Linked DNA regions of Zea mays: region 2 is linked to region 1. The links are chromatin contacts, called in public Hi-C maps. All regions are on one chromosome and are shown on one strand. Each heading gives the region's core, a stretch centred on a gene start, on an enhancer-like site or on the middle of the called end of the contact. The rest is flanking DNA. Distances are from core to core; before and after follow the strand shown. Region 1 has its middle 10 kb from the start of LOC100281254. Region 2 overlaps LOC100193040.

The links. Hi-C and Micro-C count contacts between places; a contact is called where the count stands out from the background.
Region 2: a contact with region 1 is called in a Hi-C map of ear, with 2.0 times the contacts expected there. The contact joins two enhancer-like sites. A contact is called at or near these places in 2 of 25 Hi-C or Micro-C datasets (ear and tassel).

Annotation. Positions count from the first base shown.
Region 1 is chr1:249,158,952-249,166,498 of Zm-B73-REFERENCE-NAM-5.0, forward strand. No RefSeq gene overlaps it. Among protein-coding and RNA genes, the nearest start is that of LOC100281254, 10 kb to the left of the region's middle. Within about 2 kb of position 2,515, at least 19 of the 20 cell types and tissues checked have an H3K27ac peak or open chromatin away from gene starts, as enhancers often do. A contact at or near this core is called in ear and tassel, where this site is marked.
Region 2 is chr1:249,775,777-249,783,323 of Zm-B73-REFERENCE-NAM-5.0, forward strand. LOC100193040 reads right to left here. Exons shown (of 14, transcript NM_001358599.1): 7 at 7,192-7,301; 8 at 7,034-7,121; 9 at 6,641-6,952; 10 at 6,475-6,549; 11 at 5,809-6,377; 12 at 5,336-5,444; 13 at 4,535-4,714; 14 at 4,129-4,457. The coding sequence ends at 4,296. Among protein-coding and RNA genes, the nearest start is that of LOC100193040, 23 kb to the right of the region's middle. Within about 2 kb of position 3,470, at least 10 of the 20 cell types and tissues checked have an H3K27ac peak or open chromatin away from gene starts, as enhancers often do. A contact at or near this core is called in ear and tassel, where this site is marked.

The sequences.
Region 1 (7,547 bases), core at 1,265-3,764:
CTGACCGCCATTGCAGCAAAATCAACCTGAGAACCTCCCTACACAGACAACTCCCCTATTGCCCTTGTCCCTTTCGGGCAAGGTAGACCTCCACTAGCTCTCCTAATTAATCAGCCAAGGGCGTCCCATTCTACCCTTGACGTGGCACGTGTTTCTCAAGTTAAGCTCCATGTTCCAATTAATATAATAGTATTATCATGAACAGAATAGAACAATCATAATAAAGAATGACCATGTGTAATAGTTATCTCAACACCCAACACCACATATAGTAATAGCCAAGACTACCCAAAAGTTCAGGGGTAAACAAGGTGTAAAGATGACCAAACTAGGGTGACCTATTGGGTCCCATCAAAATTAAGCCTAAGCATACCAAAAAAATTATAGAGAACATTATTGGATAATTAAAAGTGATCAAGGGCACAACTTGCCTTCAATGAGCTCCTGCTCTACAATTTCCACTTGTTGGGTACCGGGGTCCTCAATCAGTTGCTCGTCTACTCGAAGCAACACAAACAAACATGGTATAGGAGAAATTAACATCACACCAAATATAAGAACAGAATACATAATAATAATCTATGCATCGTAATGAGATCAGATGTTCGAGAATCACTAAATTTGGAGTTACGGTCATCGAGTTACGATTTCCTGAAGTTATTAAGTGGTCGGTATAGAATAATCCAAATGAATATTTTTAATATATGTTTTATGATAAAACATTGTTATTAAATGATAGATAATATTAAAACAAAATTATTGTAACTGGAAAAGGTACACTCTCATCCGTTCGATTCCAACCCAACACCCAACGGTCCAGATTTGATCGCGTGAAAAGGTACACGTCAGCACAGCCATTCCCCAACCTCGGTCGGCAGTAGAGATGTCCAAACGGGCCGCCCGGCCCGGTCCGGCTCGGGCCCGGTGAAGCCCGGCCCGTTTTGGGCCCGGCCCGCCAGGCACGATTAGAAAACCGGGTCGGGCCGGCTAAGCACGCGGGCTCAATTTCTTGTACGAGCCCGGCCCGCAACGAGCCTAAACGGGCCGGGCCGTTTAGCACGAAAAAAGCGGGCCGAAAAGCGGGCTATACGGGCCAAAAAGCAAATTTTAGTGTAAAAAAAGCGGGCTTAATGGGCTTAGAGCTAAACGGGCCGTGCCGGGCTAGCCCACCGTGCCTAATTTCGTGTCCGAGCCCGGCCCGCTTATTCGTGCCGGGCCGGCCCGGGCCCGCATATAACCGGGCCGTGCCGGGCTCGGACCGGGCCAAAACAGCGGGCTTCGTGCCGGACTCACGGGCCTCGTGCTTATTGGACATCTATAGTCGGCAGGGCGGCGGCACCCGCAAGACCACGACGATGTTCTCGCCGGCGACAGCCAAATTGGCCACTGTTGGGGTTGTGCTTCGGTGCGCCGAAGGTCTCACACGAAGAAGCAGCTTCGGCTGAAGTCGTCTCCAAGAGATGGCCGAAGGTCCCTTTTCATGGAGCTTCGGCGTTTTAAACCGACATAGAGATAGAATGACCTTTTTATACATATAGGTCTGAGTCAATGCTGTAAACTTTCGCAAGGGACATAATTGTAATTTGTCACAGGCTGCGACCTGTGCCTATAAATAGATGAACAGTACCTCTGTACTGTTCACGTGAACCTGTCATTTTGCTTTCACATCACGCTTGTACTTTTGCCTTCTGCAGGACCGAAGGTACATTTGTAATTCAAAGTCATTTATATTCATTAATACAAGTAGAGATAATTCTATGACAATATTTAAATGTTTATTTCATATTCTATGATTTATGTGAATGCTTCATTCTTCGTTGTTATGCTTACGAAGGTATGTCCTTCGTAACCTTCGTCCGAGATGCTTTATATCCCGAAGGGATATATCGTTATGGAGAACGAAGGACCTTAACACTTAACATTTTTTTTTGTGTTGCCTTGTTCTTAATTCTTAGCATTTGAGAACAAGTCCCCAACAGCCACCCAGCGACCGATCTCCCCGCCCGAAACGACCAGAACAACGCGCGCATAATGGCGAACACCGTGAGGTAACTTATAGAGTACACGGGATGGTGACGAGAGTAGGCCACGGCGAGGTGTGACCCACGTCGGAAGAGGACCTCCAATGAAGAATTACCGCCGTCCTAGAGGCGCTCGAGGGAGACCGCTGACACCACACGGTTCTCGGAATCAGGTAGATCACCTAGAGCTCAATTCTAGGGCTCGACATCCAGGAATTGAGGCTTGACCTCGCGGCGGGGCGGCTCTTGTCCTCCGCGTCGCCGCACATGCACAGACGCTCGCGGAGGTGGTCGTGGAGATGGAAAAGGAAGGAGACAAGGCCCTCTCCAGCACCTAAATAGCGTCGGGCAGGTCGGTCAAGGGGGTCCGCAACGGTAGCCAGAGTTTTCGTGTGCGCCGTTGGATCTCCACGCGGCGTGGCATTGGGGAAGACGGTATGCGCTGACGCCCCGAGCCCATGTGTCGACGACCGCACACGCACAGTCGCTCGATAGTGCAGCTGACGTGTGGGGGCATCCTGTCAGCTGAGTCTGGCCTGTGAGCGCCACCGCGCCTGACGGCTGGGACCCAGCGGTCGGCGCCTTCCCCATACGCGGGCTGCGTAGTGGCAGTGGTCAAGTGCACCAGGATGGGCGCTTTGGGCCCAATTCTTGTTAGTCCTTTTCTATTTTTCTTTTATTCTTTCTTTTCCATTTCCAAATTTAAGGATTCAAATTGTCTTAAATTCCTGTTTTTGAATCTTAGATTCCCAAATATAATCCCAGTATGAATAGGTATATTTATTTATATATATTTCCTTTATAGTGTATATTATTCTCCTTCTCCTTTTCTATGTTATTTCCAATTCCTAAATTGCAAATTAGGTTAAGCCTCATCCTTATCAATACATTTTTATTACTACTATTATTATTATTGTTGAATGCACAAACAATTAAACTCCAACATGATGCATAGATTATTTTAGGTGTCATTAGTTAATTATTCACTTTAAATATGGTTATTCACATGTTCCAATAATTGGAAGGCAATACATGTAATAAGATTAACTCTTTTCTTATTATTTACAAATTGGGTATTACAAATCCTACCCCCCTTAAAAATAATCTCGTCCTCGAGATTAAGAGGAACTAGGGAAGAGGTTGGGAAATTCTATTCGTAGCTCTTCTTCTCTCTCCCAAGTAGCTTCATCTTCTCCATGATGACTCCACTGCACTTTGCACATCTTGATCACTTTATTCCTTGTAACATGAGTCAAAGTATCAATGATCTTGATGGGATGCTCTGTGTAATTTAGGTCACCATGTACAATAAGTTCTTCCATTGGTAATTGTTCCTCTGGGACATAGAGACACTTCTTGAGTTGAGATACATGGAATACATCGTGTACATCAGACAGATGATCTGGTAGCTCGAGCTGGTAGGCCATCTCCCCAACTTGCCTAAAGATTCTGAAGGGTCCAATAAAGCGAGGGGATAGAGTGATCAAGCTTTATTACCAAAGTAACCAAGCTTCTTCAGTGTGGTTATTACCAAAGTAACCAAGCTTCTTCATCACTTGCAAATCTTTCTCCTTCAGTGTGGATCAACCCATCTCAATGTAACTTGGCTTCGATGGCCCGTCCTTTGGCAATTCTTCCGTAGGCTTCGCTGAGGACGAAGCCTTCATGGCTTCAGAAATCGGCAAGGTATCCTAAAGTGCCTCCAAAGAAGTTAGAGTGATCAGTCTAGTAGTGAAACGAGTCCTATCCATCTAGAAAATCTCTACCTGAAGGTGGTTTCTCGAAACTATCGAAGAAGTAGTGGAGAAAAAGCTTCAAAGTCTCAGAAAATTTTGGAAGCAGGTGGATGAGGGTAGTGAATGTGGCCCGCTCTACCGCTTTTATACTGAGGAATGGGTGTGAAGAGGCGTGGGTCACGAAAAAAGTTCATGAGCATCACCTACACCATTTGTTTAACCGCCAGTCTAGATCTTTTTACAGAATTGTTCTACCTTCTCCATAACGAAATTCAGGGAGGTGTTTTTTGGAACTTTGGCGCAAGGCCTCCTAATTTTATTTTTTGCGATCTAAGCTCGTTATGAAGAAATTAACTCATTCTGTAGGGGGATACTGTTGGGGGCCTACCTTACCAAAGGTCCTCAAAATACCTTTACTTCGGCATGAACAGATGTGTTTTAGGTATATAATGAAGGGTGGACAAAGCTGGCCTTCGACTGAAGTGGTGTTGTAGAGAAGCTTCATCCAATACACACAGGCGACAAAGGTGTGAGTCGAAGCCGTCGGCCTCGGCATGAAGAAAACTTCAAGCGCAAAGTGACGAAGGAGAAAAGATCTAAGAGTTGTGTAGCAAGAAAGAAAAAGAAAATGCATCAATGTCCTTGCATCATTTGTAAATCATATGTGTAAACTTAGTGGGCGTGCTTGTAATTTCATACGAAGCTGTACCTCTCCCCTATAAATAGGTGAACAATGGCCTGCATAAATTTACCTTTTGAGGGCCTCAAGCTTCATCTCGCTTAGCCTTCGAAGTATCTTCGAGCTATCTTGTGCAAAGAAGACGAAGGTATGTTTGTAAATTATTCATGTAATACAAAGGCGGATGGAATAAATAATGTTAAGGCTTAGGAGATGAGTTTCATATTTCATTATCCACTATCATTTTGTTTAATATTGTTTCATTCGCATCTTTTTCAAGACCTTCGTCCTCAAGCTAACACTTTGAAGAAGTGATAACTTAAGGATGAAGGTCCAGGCTTCATAACTTGGGTTGCCTTGTTTTTTGATGCCATTTAGCAATAAAAACAAGTACGCAACAATACTGGTTCAGGCTTGCCCCCTAGTCCAGTGTAGTGTTGATCGTAGTATTGCTAAGAGGCGTGTTACAACTGGTGTGCTCATGAGTAGTTGGAAGGAGACTTCTCCCTTTTATATATCAAGAGAAAAGCCTTACAGTAGAATCTCTTCCTTGCTTGGAGAGAGAGATCTGCTTGGGTTATCGAACCGATCCCCTTTCCCATGCGTGGTCGTACCCCCGATGCTATCCATCATGTTGGCTCTTGTAGTGAGTCCGTTGCTAGCGTCCTGGTGCCAATGTCTCGTGGGTCCAGTGAGTTTGTCCCATGGTGCGGTTGTACGCGGCGTGGCTTCGCCCGCTGCACATCCTACGTCATCTCCCATCGTGTGCGGTACATACTCTCGGTATGGTGTGTTGTCCTGTCTTTTCCGATGTGTGGGCTACTATTGAGACTCCTATGTTGAGGTTTCCCCCGAGCTTGTTTCATGCAGTGTGTGCACGTCCAACCGCAGCATGCTGATGACGCGTCTTGTCATGATGGGTGTGGGTTCACACCACTGGGTTCAGAGCTCCACCTCGTAGGCGTAGGGACTTGCTTAGCAGCTCTGCCTTGTAGGCTTGCTTGGCAGGGACTTAGTCGCTTGCTCCGCTTCACATGCTCGCTCGGTAGGGACTTGGTTGGTCGCTCCGCCTTGCTGGCTTGCTCAACAGGGACTTAGGTTAATAATGAGATTATGAGCTTATTTAGGGTACCCCGTCCTAGGGTACCCGACAGGAAGGTACTTGACCTCATTGTTATATCAATTTTAAATAAGTATATTTATATATATTCATTAATATCAATTTGTAAATATATAGAATACAAAGTTTGTGAACACTTTAGTACCGATTGGGGCGTCAACTCGTACTAAAATGTCCTCAAACGACACGCCCATGTGGATTTGACCGGGACTAAAGATCCCACTTTAGTGTTGGACCATACAACCTAGACTAAAGGTTGATGCTTTAGTCCTAGTTGCCCAATATGGGTTGAGGATTCGATACTAGTTCTTAACTGGTAGCACTTTCTACAGTAGTGGCTACTCAACTACACAAGCAAGATAAAAACACAATACAAACCACATTCAAGAGAAGACATAAGATTGTTTTGACCAAAATTTGGTAGTGGTGTTACCTCCTCATGGGAGTTCTTGAGCTTGTTTGAACTATATGTCGAGAGAAGACATAAGATTGTTTTGACCAAGATTTGGTAGTGGTGTTACCTTCTCTCGGGAGTTCTCGAACTTGTATGGACTATATGTCTCGTATGCTATACCGTCTACTATGCTTCGTATTTAATGTTTGGCGACAAATATACTTACCATAGTGAAATTCCTCATCTAATAGTGGTTGAGGTAATTAGTAGCGAGATTCAAATTCCATCTTCATCTCTTGATTAGTATTTTGGGTGTTTCCAGCGGATCGTGTGTATGGTTGTTTGCACTGTAGAATACATTGTTGACTACTCTAAACCCTAAACCAAAAATATTGTTTTGCACTATAGACTACATTGTTTACAGAGTGAAGTTTGAAAATACAAGATGGGATGGGAGATATGATGGGTAAGCTACTAGCTACAACCTTATACTCATCTTGGATTGCATGTTATTCTCTCTTTGTTTTGTAAGTAATAACTTTTTTCCAATGTGTAGAGGATCTCATTAGGGGTTTTGATTGTTTGTTCCTTTTACTTTATCTACAAGAAACCAAAATTATATGGTAGACTTCAAAATTATTGTTCACAATAATTGAGTTTCACATAAGTCTCTACTAATATAAAGTCAGAGTTTTACCTTCGCTGCCCTCCTTCACGCGGGTAGCGAGAAGTAAAAAAATAGGCGCCCCCCACTAGGATTTAAACTATGATCTTTAGGAACAAAGTACTCGACTCTAACCACTGCAGCTCATGTTTATTTGTGTTGTACCAAAAAAACTTAGAGATGCATGGACAACTTAACAAGTAATAATTTTAAATAATTGTGTGCACACCGAAACACATATAGCTAATGTATCCTATAGTTTATGATTTTGAGACAAACGTGATTGCAAACTTATCTGATGTATTTTGGTGTACATGTCTCCATAGGCACGGAAAAGAATGTTCAATCTACATATGGCATCGTCGCCAATACTTGCAGTTAAGCAACCTCCATCTTTAATCTTATTTTTTTAAGAAACACACATAATATAACTTATATCGGGCCTAGAAGTGTGTAACTTCCCACTATGCCCGATCCGTTCGAAAGCCCGGAAACATCCCCCATTTCCTGGTGATAGTGTCAGATTACGAATTGGGCCGCTCAAATACATGCTACTTGGGCTCCTCCGGTGCTGCACCTGCGCCGTAGGCTGCTGTAATGGCTACCAGTCTCTTCCCTACTAGGCCGTGATCCCGTGACATGACAAACATAGGAGCAGTACGGAGAACAAACCTCCAATGTTACAGTGGAAGGCCCATTGCTTCTCTTCCTATTGCTATACTTATCTTATTGACCAAATAAAAAAAGAAAAAAATCCTGGCACCAATTGCAACACACATTTAGATTCAATATATAGACTAGCACTAATAAGACACTAGTAAAGGTAGTAATAAGACAGGTGATAATAATAAGACGGTGGTTTTGCTGATTATATATCCAGCAATAATAGGGTAGATGATCTGATGCCATGTACAGCCTGTGAGATTTTGTTTC
Region 2 (7,547 bases), core at 2,220-4,719, 620 kb after region 1:
GCACTCCCTTTCTTACTTTCTTTCTTTCTCCCTTTCTTTCTTAGTCTCGTTGCATGATAAGGGCTTGTTTAGTTTGTTGCAAGGTCATGATAAGGCCTGAAATGCTCCATCAGAAATGCTCAAATCAGACGCCAGGTTGCGTTGAGCGATGCAACAGAATCAGATCAGTGAGGAAGAAATGATGAAAAAAGAAATCACCCTAACATTGTCTATTTGTAACTGATATTTTAAAAGGCAACTTCTTGTTGCCCACTAAATGTGATATCAATGTAGTTTTGACATCTTTAATGCAGTTTTTGCTGGATTTGATTTTAATGTAGTTTTTTTTACAAATTCAGTTTTTTTGTGCAGGAATGCTTCAATGTTTGTGTGTCTGGCTGTGGGTCATCAGGTGTGAAGTTTAGTCCGGTGAACAATATAATTATACATATGCCATGTGTGAAGCTTAGTTGGTCAAAGTAATTTAGATGGTCCTTGAGGTCAGTTTGCTTGTTAGTGTTGCACTATTAGATGAAAATATAATCAATTTGTCCTCTTTTGATTTTTAATAGGCATCTGTGTTTCTATACATTATAAATGTCATGTCTTGGCACTACATTTCAGTTGTAAACTTGGAGGTCAATAACAAGTTGTATCTGTTTGAATGTGAATGGCATGGCTGGTAAAAATAAGTGAACTAACTTGGAATTTAGTGGCATACCGGTATATTGCCTTGTTTTCAGAATCCCTGGCAAACCGAATAACAATGGCAGAGACAGGGAATAGCTACACGGGTAAATATTCCCAGCAGGGATTGAGTGGCATAATAGGGATCCACTTGATCCCGGGGTGGAAAAAATCAGCTAAGGGATTTGATCCGTAACTGCCGAACAAAGCCTTCTTGTTCTTCAAAAAAACGCGTCTCCCCTTTGTCCTCCTACCAACTCACATGATCCAAATAAATTAGGAGAGGAGTGATAGTGACCTCGCATTGGGAACTGCTCCGAGAGGTGTTTAGGGCCTGTTTGAACCACATGTGCTAAATTTTATAAGGTTCTTAAAGTTTAGCATGTCTTGAGGAGCTAAATTACTATTGGGTGCTAAAGGATCTATTTGGTTCAGCTTTTTCTGGCCAGCTTTTCTGAGAATCTGGATTTGGAGAGAATTTAGCTGTGGGGAGAATCTGAGTATCGTGGGGATTACATGCGGAGGAAGACGAGTGGTCCAAAAAGTTCAAGATCTATAAAGCGACGGATTTCTACTATCGTGACTACTCGGTCGATTTTGTGTTAATGTTGATTTTGGACGGTTTTTACCAAGTAATTCTTATAGAAGCTGGCTGAAAAGCTGGGGCATTTGGAGGCCTGCAGCAGGTTTTGGTGCCTAGAAGCTGAAAAAAGCTCAAACAAATACGGCTAAAGTTTAGCACTTCACTTTAAACATCTTTAACACTCTTGTTTGGATTTCACAGTACTATAGCTCCATAGATCCAAACATACCCTTAGTCTAACTACTCGTGCAGTCGCACCTTCAATATCCATAATACAAGTACTAAGGAAATACTAAAGTAGACTTTAGGGATATACTACTAAAATACTTTCATTTAGAGCTATTTTGGAAGCCCATCTTCCTAAGAAAAATTAGTTAATTTTCCCTTGGAAAAATAGAAATCTCTTAGAAAAATGAAGTTCTTAAACTATCCCTAAAAAGTGTTCATGTCAAGTCACAGTAATAGATATTTATGATAATTAGATTAATCATGGAAAATTATTTTTATAAAAAATTATTATTAATGATTCAAAATCTTCGGTGTGATAATTTTAGACTAGAATTCGGTTCCGCCGTCTCTAGCAAATTGTGCATATGATCGTGCAAAACAATGTTTTGCACTGTAAAGTGTATTGTTTACAGTGTACAGTTTAAAATATGAGATGAGATAGGAAAACTGCTGGCGACAATCTAAAGATCTGTTTGGTTCAGCTATAAATTCTTGAAAATCTAATTATAGTGGTGAGCTATGAGAAAGCTGTTGTGAGCTGACAATGTGATAAAACTAGAATTAATTTGGTTGAAACTACTGTCAACTATAGATTCTATAAGAGCATGATAACTTATATCATAGATAAATGAATCTGAAAAATCCAGAGTAGAAGGTAATTCTGAATTAAACTATCGAAATCTATAAATTTTGATGAATCTATTCTGCTGTTGTATCCATTTAGTTGAGATTTTAGATTTTTAGCAGCAAATATGCAGAGGCAATGCAACGGAGGCGAAGGCCGGTGGCCCAAAACTAATAGGGGTCCAATATTTAGTATCTATCTATACCACTATATAATTCACAAGTTTAAACTTTGAAAACTCATCCAACCAAATAATCCACACACCTATAATCTTCACTACATCCACCAAATAAATTGCACACATACTTAACACACCATGAAAACCAACGGTTTAGATTGTTGAATAACCTCATCTCCCTTGCTTAAATCTAATGGATAATATTATTTGAATCATCTCTCATCCTTCAATCCTCCCCTCTCAGCGTCTCCACTGTTGTTAACCCCTCCCCTCGCGCTGCCACCATCGTCGTCCACCCCCTCTCCTCCCCTTCCAAGAAACGTAGCATTAGCACGGGCTATATGGTAGTAATAAAATAGTAGGGGTAGCCAACAAGCCAGTATCGTCGCTAGCATATGGACGCATGCCGCACACGGACCGCGCAACACGCGCTGCCCACTGCCCAACTGTCATACCCACACCTCCACACGAGTGCGCTTCTGTGCGACCACACCCTCCACGCGATCGTCGTTCGCCATCTCGCCGGTCTAGCCATTCATGATTCTAGGACGCTGGGCACCACTGCGCAGGCACCAAGCACGCACGATCGAGCGATCAGGATTCAAGTTAACCTGCAATCGTCGTTCTTATTTCTCAACATGCGAAGTGCTAATCTGCACCGTTGTATATTATCTAGCGTCTTAGATATTTTAAAAATTAATTTCAGTGCACATCATCAATTACCTACGAAATGCTAATCTGCATTGTACCGTTGTATATTATAGAATTTTTATATAGTCTAGACAGCCACCTCAATCAGTTCGCGAGTCCCTCAAAATCATAGGACCGGGGCTGCAAATCTGATTAGTAAGCTGAACCAAATGCATACTAAGTTCGAAATGGATATCCAAATTTACGGCCCGTTAGAAACCAAATGCGCCAACGACGGCAGCCGTGGAGATTAGTGCGAGCGTCTCGCTGCCAAACTGGCCTTCAGCCTTTCATCAAGGCCGCCGCGGAGTCCAGTTTCGTCGTCAACAACCGCCGTTGGCTGCCGGACTTCAAGCGCAGGATCGCTTGGCTGTTCACCGTGCATTTCCAGGCGCCCGTGACCGAAAAGCGCTTCGTGGACATGATACAGGGCTACAGGCCCGGCGACGAGCACGCCACTTCCGAAGACGGCTGGACATAACTGACGCGTTCGAGTTCCAGACCAAGACCAAAGCGGTCGTTGGGTAGTATTGATGGTCAAACAGGTCATCCGGCACTGGTATTGGCACTAACCCTATCAGACATATCTTGCCGTACCGTGTCGGCACTAGTGTCTAACCAGCGACAAAGTCACTACACTATAGTGCTTAATCATATCGTGTCAGCGCTATACAACGTTAACACATAATAGTGTTCGTACCAGCCTAAACAAAGCTAAAAATATAGAAGATCTTTAAGATTATATATATAATTTTAAAACTTATATATTTATATCATTATAAAATAAATTCATTATATTTAAAATCATAATAAATAACAATTTACAATCTCATGCATATATCATAATCACATCTATATACCATCGGTTGGTCTAAGTCATGTCTAACTATGTCGGTCACTTAATCGTATCATACTATTGTCAGCCCATCGCGTCGGGGTGATGACCCAAACACAGCACTAGACACGTATCGTACCTACACTGGTACTATATGAATCATGCTCATGCTATACCGAAGCACTACTAGAAATACCGTATTTAGTGTATGCCCATTTAACACCTATTTGGCCATCCATAGCTAGGAGTAGCATAAGTGACGAGATGGCTAGCTGCATGGTCGGCGAGCGGGAAGCGATCATCTTAGCCTCAAGCCAGACTTGTTTTTCATCGGTAATTGCAACGTTTTTTTATTCACAACAATAAAATATTATTTTCTGCAAGAGGGACCAAAAGAATTAAATAAAAGTACCCTCCGAGGTGACGTTGCTTGTTACAGAGGACGTGCCAAGTCATTTCGGGACAACAAGTTTGCACAACGGAAAGCTGTTCAAACCATTTCAGACAGAATATGCCGGTATCTGACAAAGTCCGATGTGGCCTTGAAGCTCGGAGTGAACTCGCAGAAGAAGCTCAGCACTGCAGCCAGGTTGTGGGCGCTGTTCTTCGCCAGGGCTTTCTCCAGAAATAGGGCAGGCTGCACGGTGATCACCTGGGCGAATCCTCGCGTCAGTCATCGGCGTATGCAAGGTGAAAGGGGGAAGAGCGAATCAAAGCAAAGCCAAGGACCTTGTATTTTCTGGCATAGCGCAGGGCCTCCAAGTAGTACCCATCTTGCAGCATCGCAGTCACGTAGTCGTGATGCAGGCCTCGCTCCCTCAGCATGTCCATGCCCAGCTTCCTCGTTGGCGGGTGCTGCAGACCCAGCTCCATAAGTTGCATTGCCAGTTCTTTACACGGCTCAAGAATCTGCAGGAAGTGGTCGAAAGCCAAAATGAAGGCAGCAGCATGTTTCCGAGTGTTTTATGATAAACAACACCAACATCACTAGTCAACCGGAATGTGAACCACAAGTTTTCTTTAATTACTAGCGGTAGTGCATACAAGTCTTAAAACAATTCTTGTAAAAAAACTTAAAACAATAGCCCAGAAATACAGATTAGCAAAATGTGATTCTCCAATATTAAATTCCAGAGGGTTCAACCATAAAATACGCTAAGACTCTAAGAGGCCAGATTCTACAGAATCCAGGTAAAATGTAAACATACTTGTTGTCTGAGGGGGCAAAAGACAAATGCAAATTATATGACATGGCAAAGCAGTAGCCTCATTTGTATACATGCAAAGTAACTCTAAATTGTTGGAACCAATAGGAAAACTACAAGGCACAAGCTAACCATTCTAAATTATAAAATATTTTAGTTTTTCCAGATACACGTAGCTTTTACTATGCACTTAGATATACACTCACTGTATTTAGATACATAGGAAAAGCAGTGTATCTAGAAAAACCAAAACGTCTTGTAATTTGAAACAGATGGAGTACTTCAGAACAAATCGCAGTCCAAAATACAGTTACAATAAACTGACCTTGTTTGACACAAACAATGCTATTTCAGCGTAACGGTTGCTACGAGCTAGTAGTGTCGCCGTCATCACATAAAGGTTGTGAGGAGCCTTAAGCCCAGCCTTTGAGACACTGCAAATAGACAACATAGTTTTTTCTCATCCTGTTTTGTCCTGAGAGCAGATAAGACAACATCCACTACACAAAACACAAAGCATACACTATAACAGAATAAAAAAAATGATTCCACAGGAAACTCTCATTGTCATCATGTTGGCCGATAAAATGGAGTGAATGGTCATTGCATGGAAACGACATGCCAATTGTGGCAGTGATATGGCCAGATTCATTGTTCTTTGCTAACGGCACACCCCAGCATGCTAAATAAACAGCAAATATATGCAGAAAACAAAGTGTTAAATGAACAGCAATTGCACCATGAACTGGAATATTGGCAATCCTCAAGAATTTAAGATACTAAATCAACAAAAATTACCTCCGTAGAAACTCTATGATGACAGCAATAAGATATGCAGGATCACCCATCATTTCATCTTCAACAAGTGTAAAGACAGACTGGAACATCTCAATTGGAGAAATTGCCACGGTTCCAGCATGTTGTCCATGTTGCGTCATTGTGCCTGAAGACAATGGTCGGCTAGCTTCGCCTACAGCTTGCTGTCGTTTGTCGACAGCATCAGATGTATTGTCCACAGAATCAGAAGATATGTTTATATTTAGTAATCCCCTGTCTATTGTATGCTCAACTCCTGGATTTGACTGCACATATATATCCACAGCCTCACTTCCGTGGTCTGGGTTCACAGCAGGACTAACTGTTGTTCCAGGACTGGATTCCTGAGAAACCACATGGGAGCCATCAATAGGCTGACTACCTGACTGCTGATTTTGCTCATGTATTCGCCTAACCCCAGGAAAAGCCCCTCCCATTTTCATCAAACGCGTGTAGGAATCAAGGACAACATCCATCGCCTTAGCAACTGTGGGCACTGACCTCCTTTCCAGGATGATTGTCCGAACTATAGCTAGGCATAGAGTCTTAACCTGATTCATAGCAATTAAGAGGAATTGGTACCGCAATAGTGATAGCTGGAAAAATTGAACACTTTGATTATCGGCAAAGTAGTAAAATAAAAATTACCATGCTTGGGTCAGACTTTCGTCTCTGAAGGAATTCCAAAATTGAAGGAGCATCAGAACTACTAGCAGCAATAGCCTGTAATTCAAGATAAGCATGTTAGAGCAAAAATGCATTCACAATGAAAGAGGTGTGACACAAAAAAAATTGACCATTAGCAACTTCTTACCGCCAGATCTAAATGGAGCTTCCATAAGAGCCCATTCTCAGCATCACAGATGAGGTCTGGAATGAGGAAGTTCCAACCTTCTCCATAGATGGTTCCACCGTATGCACTAGACTGGCTATCCGCAGTCTGAGATACTTGTCTACTATTGATGGGCAGTCCTCTCAATAGCAGTGGAAGTGGTGCAGAAACTGGGGCATAAGAATCCAGGGACACATCGTAAAGCATGACTACTTTTGCATCTATTTGGTGAACCATAATTATGTTGTCAACGGCACTAACTGCAATTCTGCTTGAGTATGTTGGCAGAGTACACTGGAATCAAAAGTTACTGAGTTAGGAAGCAAAGATTGCTTCTAAAAAAAGGAAGACAGCAAAATTATATGTAGTTCAAACCTGTTGTACAACAGCATCACGGTAAAAGCGATATAGATTCAATGACATACTAACTCTGTCAAGCTGCAAGCAATAAATCCTACCATAGCTGTCAAGTTTGAGAAAAAGTCAGTGTAAATGTTTCTTCAAAAGAGATGAGCAAGAGTGAGAGGGCGTACACTGTTACAATGTAAACATCATCTGCAGCTAGAACAGGCTTGTTGTTTGCTTCACTTTTAGACATCATCATCTCAAACTTCGGTATTTTGACAATCCCACCAGCAGAAAACTGAAAAGAAGGAAAGTTTAAAATCTCAGCACACAACTAAAACAAAAAAACAGTGGTTTCTGTTCAGATGTTCAATACTTGAATAAAGATAACTTGAGAAATATTCTTGCTGCGATTATGTAGTCAATCTGAATAAATGTCAGGAGTAAAAAAAGCGAGAAAACCAAGTCACACCTGCAAATATGATTGTGGTACCAAGCTGAAGGGAATCCAACTCTTGGACGGGGCTAGAGAGAAAAGTAGAGA